Regions from separate parts of the Pan troglodytes genome. Here region 1 is linked to region 2. Evidence: chromatin contacts called from public Hi-C data. All regions are on one chromosome and are shown on one strand. The core of a region is the stretch at or near the end of the contact, and the rest is flanking DNA. Distances in the headings are between cores, read along the strand shown. Region 1 overlaps LOC736130 (a long non-coding RNA gene). Region 2 holds the start of ZIC1 (Zic family member 1).

What was found. A called contact is a pair of places that touch in the nucleus more often than the background predicts.
Region 1: a contact with region 2 is called in a Hi-C map of stem cell-derived neural progenitor cells, with 3 times the contacts expected there. The contact joins the enhancer-like site here to the promoter of ZIC1 in region 2. A contact is called at or near these places in 1 of 7 Hi-C or Micro-C datasets (stem cell-derived neural progenitor cells) and 1 of 1 datasets of contacts at active chromatin or transcription factors (stem cell-derived excitatory neurons).

What each region holds. Positions count from the first base shown.
Region 1 is chr2:151,135,833-151,138,795 of NHGRI_mPanTro3-v2.0_pri, forward strand. All of the region lies in intron 1 of LOC736130 (a long non-coding RNA gene), which reads left to right. Among named protein-coding and RNA genes, the nearest start is that of ZIC1, 540 kb to the left of the region's middle. Within about 2 kb of position 1,604, at least 12 of the 24 cell types and tissues checked have an H3K27ac peak or open chromatin away from gene starts, as enhancers often do. A contact at or near this core is called in stem cell-derived neural progenitor cells, where this site is marked.
Region 2 is chr2:150,598,318-150,601,592 of NHGRI_mPanTro3-v2.0_pri, forward strand. It overlaps ZIC1 (Zic family member 1), which reads left to right and starts at 1,471. Exons shown (of 3, transcript XM_516806.8): 1 at 1,471-3,275. The coding sequence starts at 2,534.

The DNA.
Region 1 (2,963 bases), core at 354-2,853, 540 kb after region 2:
GACAACAACTGACATATCCCTTCAAATGCTAAGATATTTATGTTTCCAGAACTTATTGTCTAAAAATCTGAGAGACCGTGTGAGTCTGATGAGCTGGGCTGTATCCCGTTCTGGAATGTCAATGTACATATTGCTATGAAAAACGTATTGAAATATTATGAAATTGGCTTTCAAACAGATTTCCATGATTTGGAATTCAACAGTTACTTTTGTCATCTTCAATGAAAGAAATTGCACCAATGATATTTTAGTCTTGATGATGTTGGGAGCCCCTGTATAAATAAAGCACTTGCACAATTAAAATAGGGCTTTATTTTTATTTATTATTATTTTTTTGAGACAGAGTCTCGCTCTTATTGCCCAGGCTGGAGTGCAATGGCACGATCTTTGCTCACTGCAACCTCCGCCTTCCGGGTTCAAGCGATTCTCCTGTCTCAGCCTGCCAAGTAGCTGAGATTACAGGCATGTGCCACCATGCCTGGCTAATTTTTCTATTTTCAGTAGAAATGGGGTTTCCCCATGTTGGCCAGGCTGGTCTCGAACTCCTGACCTCAAGTGATCCACCCTCCTCAGCCTCCCAAAGTGCTGGGATTACAGGCGTAAGCCACCGCGCCCGGCGGGAGGTTTTATTTTTAAAGGTGTTAGAATGATTGGTTTTTAATCAGAGACTTGTCACGAAGTTGGCCAAAATGTTAATCGAAACTTTTTTTTTAGGCATCAAAATCTGGTGCTTTAGGCAGGCACAGTGGCTCACGCCTGTAATCCCAGCACTTTTGGAGGCCAAGGTGGGCAGCTGCTCAGGAAGCTAAGGCAGGAGAATCACTTGAACCTAGGAGGCAGAGGTTGCAGTGAACCGCCACTGCACTCCAGCCTAGCGACAGAGCTAGACTCTGTCTCAAAAAAAAAAAGTAAAAATCCATTTTTTTTTTATGTTCAAATATTCAGACGAATGACAAAACAGTTTATCCAGTGATTTGGCAAATAGTGTTTCAACCAAAGTTTACAATCATCGCAGCTCCTCATGTTCAAAGTAGAAGGTTCTGAGAATCCAGATCTGGTAAGGGTGTCTGCGACATAGGAAGCAAGGCACCTAGGAACCTGAGCGGAAAAATAATGCTGAGGGGACCAAATTCTCTCACTATCACTGGCAGAACAAACCTGGTGGAGAGCAAAACATGTTTGTCCTCCTATTTTACAGAGCTGATCTTTCCTTTCTTTCTTTCTCTTTCTTTCTTTCTTTCTTTCCTTCCTTCCTTCCTTCCTTTCTTTCTTTCTTTCTTTTTCTTTCTTTCCTTCCTTCCTTTCTTTCTTATTTCTCTTTTTCGCTCTTAAAAATAGACACATCATATAAATATACATAAAACCAGTAGTTACAAAGAAAACTTTTGGTACTATGGAGTATAACGGCAGCCTGTTGGAGGAATGGTAAAAAGATAAACGTGCCTGTACCATCCCCCCAGTCGCTGCTGGTTGCAGTAGATGAGTCTGTGTCTCCCCACAGCACTATGCTCGCAGCTCACTCTCCTCCTCCAGTCTATTCTTGGCTGTGGATTCCCCTGTGCTCTTTGTGCACTTTAAGTTTAATTTTGCATTTAAAAACTCAATTGGCTCATCTGTTAAGCATTAAGCAGCTCCCTTTTGAGCCACAGGGGGAGCCCTGGGAAAACCCACAGCTGCTGGAACATGGAAAATGGGTTTAAAAAAACAAAACCATTTTGAAACTTTAAAGCATTTTAGCAGCCGTGGATTTCCCAATCCTTACCCCCCAAATGGTTCATCTGTTTAACTTTTATCTGGTATTGGAAAACGCAAACCAGAGCATTAAATAGCCCTCAAATGACTTTTTGTTTAATACAAAATGAAAGTAAAAGCTAAGCAAGCCATGTGGGAAGATCTTTGAGAGAGCTATAGCCTGGAATACCTGCAAGCATATTCTCTCTCTAGTTACAGAAACAATTCTGAAATCTAGTCATGCTTGCTAGAAGCACAACCTTTCCCCTCTTCACTTACTCTCCCTCCCTTCCCCTTAAAACGAGGGAGAAAACCAGTCCAAACAAGTTCAAATCCCAGTTTATAAAATGACAATAAAAACAATGAAAAAGTTAACAGGCAGGGGATATTAATCAAATGCTCACTCAAGGTTTTAAGTATCAAAATAATTTGTCATTGATTAAAAACTCATGTTTGATTACAGTTAGATAGGCTCTAGAAAACCTAAATTATTATTTTTTTCCATGTTTCCCAAATATTCCTCTAACTAGCCTGAAGCCTCTCTGTGGTAGGGCCCTCAGTCTCATTTTTAGATACCAATTCCTTTGAATAATGGTAAGACACTTCTATTGAAATAAAAAATATCCTTTGGAAGGGTGACAACTGTAAGCCTGTTGTTTACTATTAATATCAATAGAGGCACAAGTCCCACATGGTAAAACAAATTACCCTAACACCTAGTAAATAGAGCAGCTGCAAAAGAGATATTTGAATTTTAGGATCCTGCCCAAGGTAATTTCTTTGGCCTTGGTGGAGTTTACAACGGTGGCGTTTACAATGAGAAGCTCGGTGTAGCAAAGGGATAGAGGCACTAGAACATGGAAGTGAAGAAAAGACCTAACACGTACTGAGTCTCTACTAAGAGCTATACTGGATGAAGACATCAAAGAGAAACCTATGTGACTGAAGAGGGAGTTGAAAAGACACAAAATAAATTCTTAACTTCTTTGCATGGTTTTGCCCTGATGAGACTCACTGGATTCTCATATACAATTTAAATTATTTTTAATGCACAGGCACTATAATAGTCCAAATCACATGAATAACCGAAGTCCAAAATATGATTTATCCAATATCATTCATTGTACTGGTCAATGTCAGATTCAGGAGTAAAATTAAAATTCTTGACTCCAGTCAAAGCTTCTTTTTTTTTTTTGAAATGGAGTCCCGCTCTGTCGCCCAGGCTGGAGTGC
Region 2 (3,275 bases), core at 221-2,720:
AAACAAAGGGTAAATTGAAGGATTCCGACTCTTGGCTTTTTGTGTTTTCCTTACTAGAAAATAATTAGACCTAATGAATATGCAGACGCTTCAGCTAAACCCTCGGCCAGGACTGCTGGGTTTTAAACAGAGCTGCGGAGAAATGCAACCTTCGTCCCCACAACCCCCCGCATCCGCGTGCATTTTTTGAAATGCATAAATGTTGCTCGGCTTAATTGATTGAGTCACAGGGATTTTTTTTTCCTGCTTTTAAGTACCATACTCCCCTACCTTTCAACAATCATTTTAATATATAGTCAATGGCTCTTTGTGGAAGGGACAAAAAGAAACTACGCGCAGTTGTTGAATAGACTTTGCGCTAGGCAAAGACAGGTTAATCGAGGGCCGCATCGCGAAAACAAGCGAGTGTTGTATGTTTGCACTGAATCCAAATGTCTGCATTTTCCTAACTAAATCAAAGGGAGTGTTATTTCTTTTTCTGCTCACTCATCTGAAGGTAAGTAAATTTTCTCTGGCGATCAAAAGCCTGGTCGGCAACAAAGACCGCGCCCGCTTTTTCCACCGTCCTGGTGTGGCGAGTTGCGGAATTTCAATAACTGTGACAAGGGTGACTGATTTGTGAACTAGAAAAGGTTTGAATGTCACAAAATTTACATTGGTCCTATCTATTGGGGATTTAAATACCAAAAAAGTATTCGGGGATCTCTAGGGAGCTTTGGGTAGCCCAAGGGAACAATAGCGCATTGGGAAATTTACAGTTTTACCTGAATGAAAGGGGCCCAAGTAGGGAACAGGAGTGAGGAGAGACAGGGTTAGCGGGGGCAGTCGAAGGAGACAACGGAAAGGCAGAAAACAGAAAAATAACGCAAGAGAGAGAAAAAGTAAAGGAAACTGGCAACAACGTTTCAAATTTGCCATTAAAAAATTCAAACCTCAATAACCTGGGAACTTAAGCGCTTTCATCCACCTGTGTGTGTAAGTGTGTGTGTGTGTGTGTATGTTTTCGGGGAGGGGGGTGCGGTGGTGCCGGAAGTCTGATTAGATAAAAGCGAGAAATACAGAGGCTACCGGTTACACTGAGAAATTACATTTTTTGTAAAGAGAGCATAGTGCCCGTGTGCTCCCAAGATCTTAAATTATAAACAGGAGGGGGACAAAGCAAGAGGGAAACAAACTTCAAAAGGAGCAAATAACAAAAGCCTCTTTTGCTGCCCTTGAAGGGAGGGGGGAAGGGGGAAGAAAGAAAAGAAAGTTGCTGAATCGGGACATTCTGGAAGTGCCTTTGCTGTGTTTACCAGCCCCATCCCCGCCTGCTGCACCCGGAGACGTCCGAAGTCTCTAATCGCTCAGCGAAGAGTTGTTTTCGGGAAGGGCAGCGCCGGGGTGCGGGAGGGCAAGGGAGGAAGAGGAATGCATATGACTGTGAGAAGGAAAAGTAATCGTGGCAAAAAAAAAAAAAAAAAAAAGAAAGAAAGAAAAGAAAAAAGAAAAAAAAATTCCGTGAGAAGAGGGAAAAAATTTGGCTAAAAAAAAAGTTGCTACTTCTGGCAGCCCTGGTTTGTCAAAAGGGGATGTCAAGCGCTTTACAATACCTGGGATTGATGAGGCGGGCGGGCCAATGAGCTGCGCGCGGCGCCTCGGCGCGCCCTCCGTTGGCGCGGCGGCTGAGGGCGGGGGGAATGCGGACGCACCAATGGGCGCCAGCGTCGGCAGCACGTGACACCTCCCCCCTGCTCCCATTCATCAAGGGGGGGACGGTGTCGTCCTTTCAATTCATTTATCTGCAGGAATGATTGCTGCTATCAGTCTCGCGCTCACCGCCCGGCTGAGGAGGTGAAAGTTTCTCCCCAGGAAGATAAACCGCAAAAGACAATATTGTGCATGATTTGCGCCTTTTCTTTGGCATTTTCTTTCTTTCTTCTCCCCCCACCCACTTTTTTTTTTTTTTTTTTTTTTTTTTTTTTTTTTGCAAAAAGCAGAGAGGGAAAAACGGAGAGTGAAGGAGCGAGGAGGCGAGCGTGAGAGAAAGGAGAGAGAGAGAAAAGAAAGGGCGAGGGGCTAGTGGAGAAGTAAGGAGGGGCGCGCTGCGCGAGGCGGAGAGAGGGCGAAGCAGTCGCGGCACTGGCGCTCACATTCCTCTATGCTACAAATCCAGGAGGAAGTTTTTTTGGGGGGGCTGAGATGCTCCATGCCTTTCCCCGGGCAGCCTTGACGCGCGGCCCTCTCGGCAGAGACTGAGCGGCGAGAAAGTGCGAGCCGGGCCGGCAGAATCTGCCTGGCGGGCGCTGGAGCCTGCGTTACTCGCGGCCCGCAGCCGTCCGGCTACTTTGCGTTTGGCCCGGCCAGCGCCCGGGCGCGCCGCGCCATTGCCTGCAGGCTAGGACTTCGCGAGGTGGGTCGACTCCCCCTCCCTCCTCCTCTTCTTCCTCCTCTTCCTCCTCCTCTTGTTCCTCCTCCTCCTCCCGATTTTCCCTCCTCGGCTGGCGAGGGTGGGGGGGGCGGGGGAGGCCGGGGCTCGCCCCGAGCAGCCACGATGCTCCTGGACGCCGGCCCCCAGTACCCAGCGATCGGCGTGACCACCTTTGGCGCGTCCCGCCACCACTCCGCGGGCGACGTGGCCGAAAGAGACGTGGGCCTGGGCATCAACCCGTTCGCCGACGGCATGGGCGCCTTCAAGCTCAACCCCAGTTCGCACGAGCTGGCTTCGGCCGGCCAGACGGCCTTCACGTCGCAGGCGCCAGGCTACGCGGCTGCTGCGGCCCTGGGCCATCACCATCACCCGGGCCACGTCGGCTCCTATTCCAGCGCAGCCTTCAACTCCACGCGGGACTTTCTGTTCCGCAACCGGGGTTTTGGCGACGCGGCGGCGGCAGCCAGCGCACAGCACAGCCTCTTTGCTGCATCGGCCGGGGGCTTCGGGGGCCCACACGGCCACACGGACGCCGCGGGCCACCTCCTCTTCCCCGGGCTTCACGAGCAGGCTGCCGGCCACGCGTCGCCTAACGTGGTCAACGGGCAGATGAGGCTCGGCTTCTCGGGGGACATGTACCCGCGACCGGAGCAGTACGGCCAGGTGACCAGCCCGCGTTCGGAGCACTATGCTGCGCCGCAGCTGCATGGCTACGGGCCCATGAACGTGAACATGGCCGCGCATCACGGCGCCGGCGCCTTCTTCCGCTACATGCGCCAACCCATCAAGCAAGAGCTCATCTGCAAGTGGATCGAGCCCGAGCAGCTGGCCAACCCCAAAAAGTCGTGCAACAAAACTTTCAGCA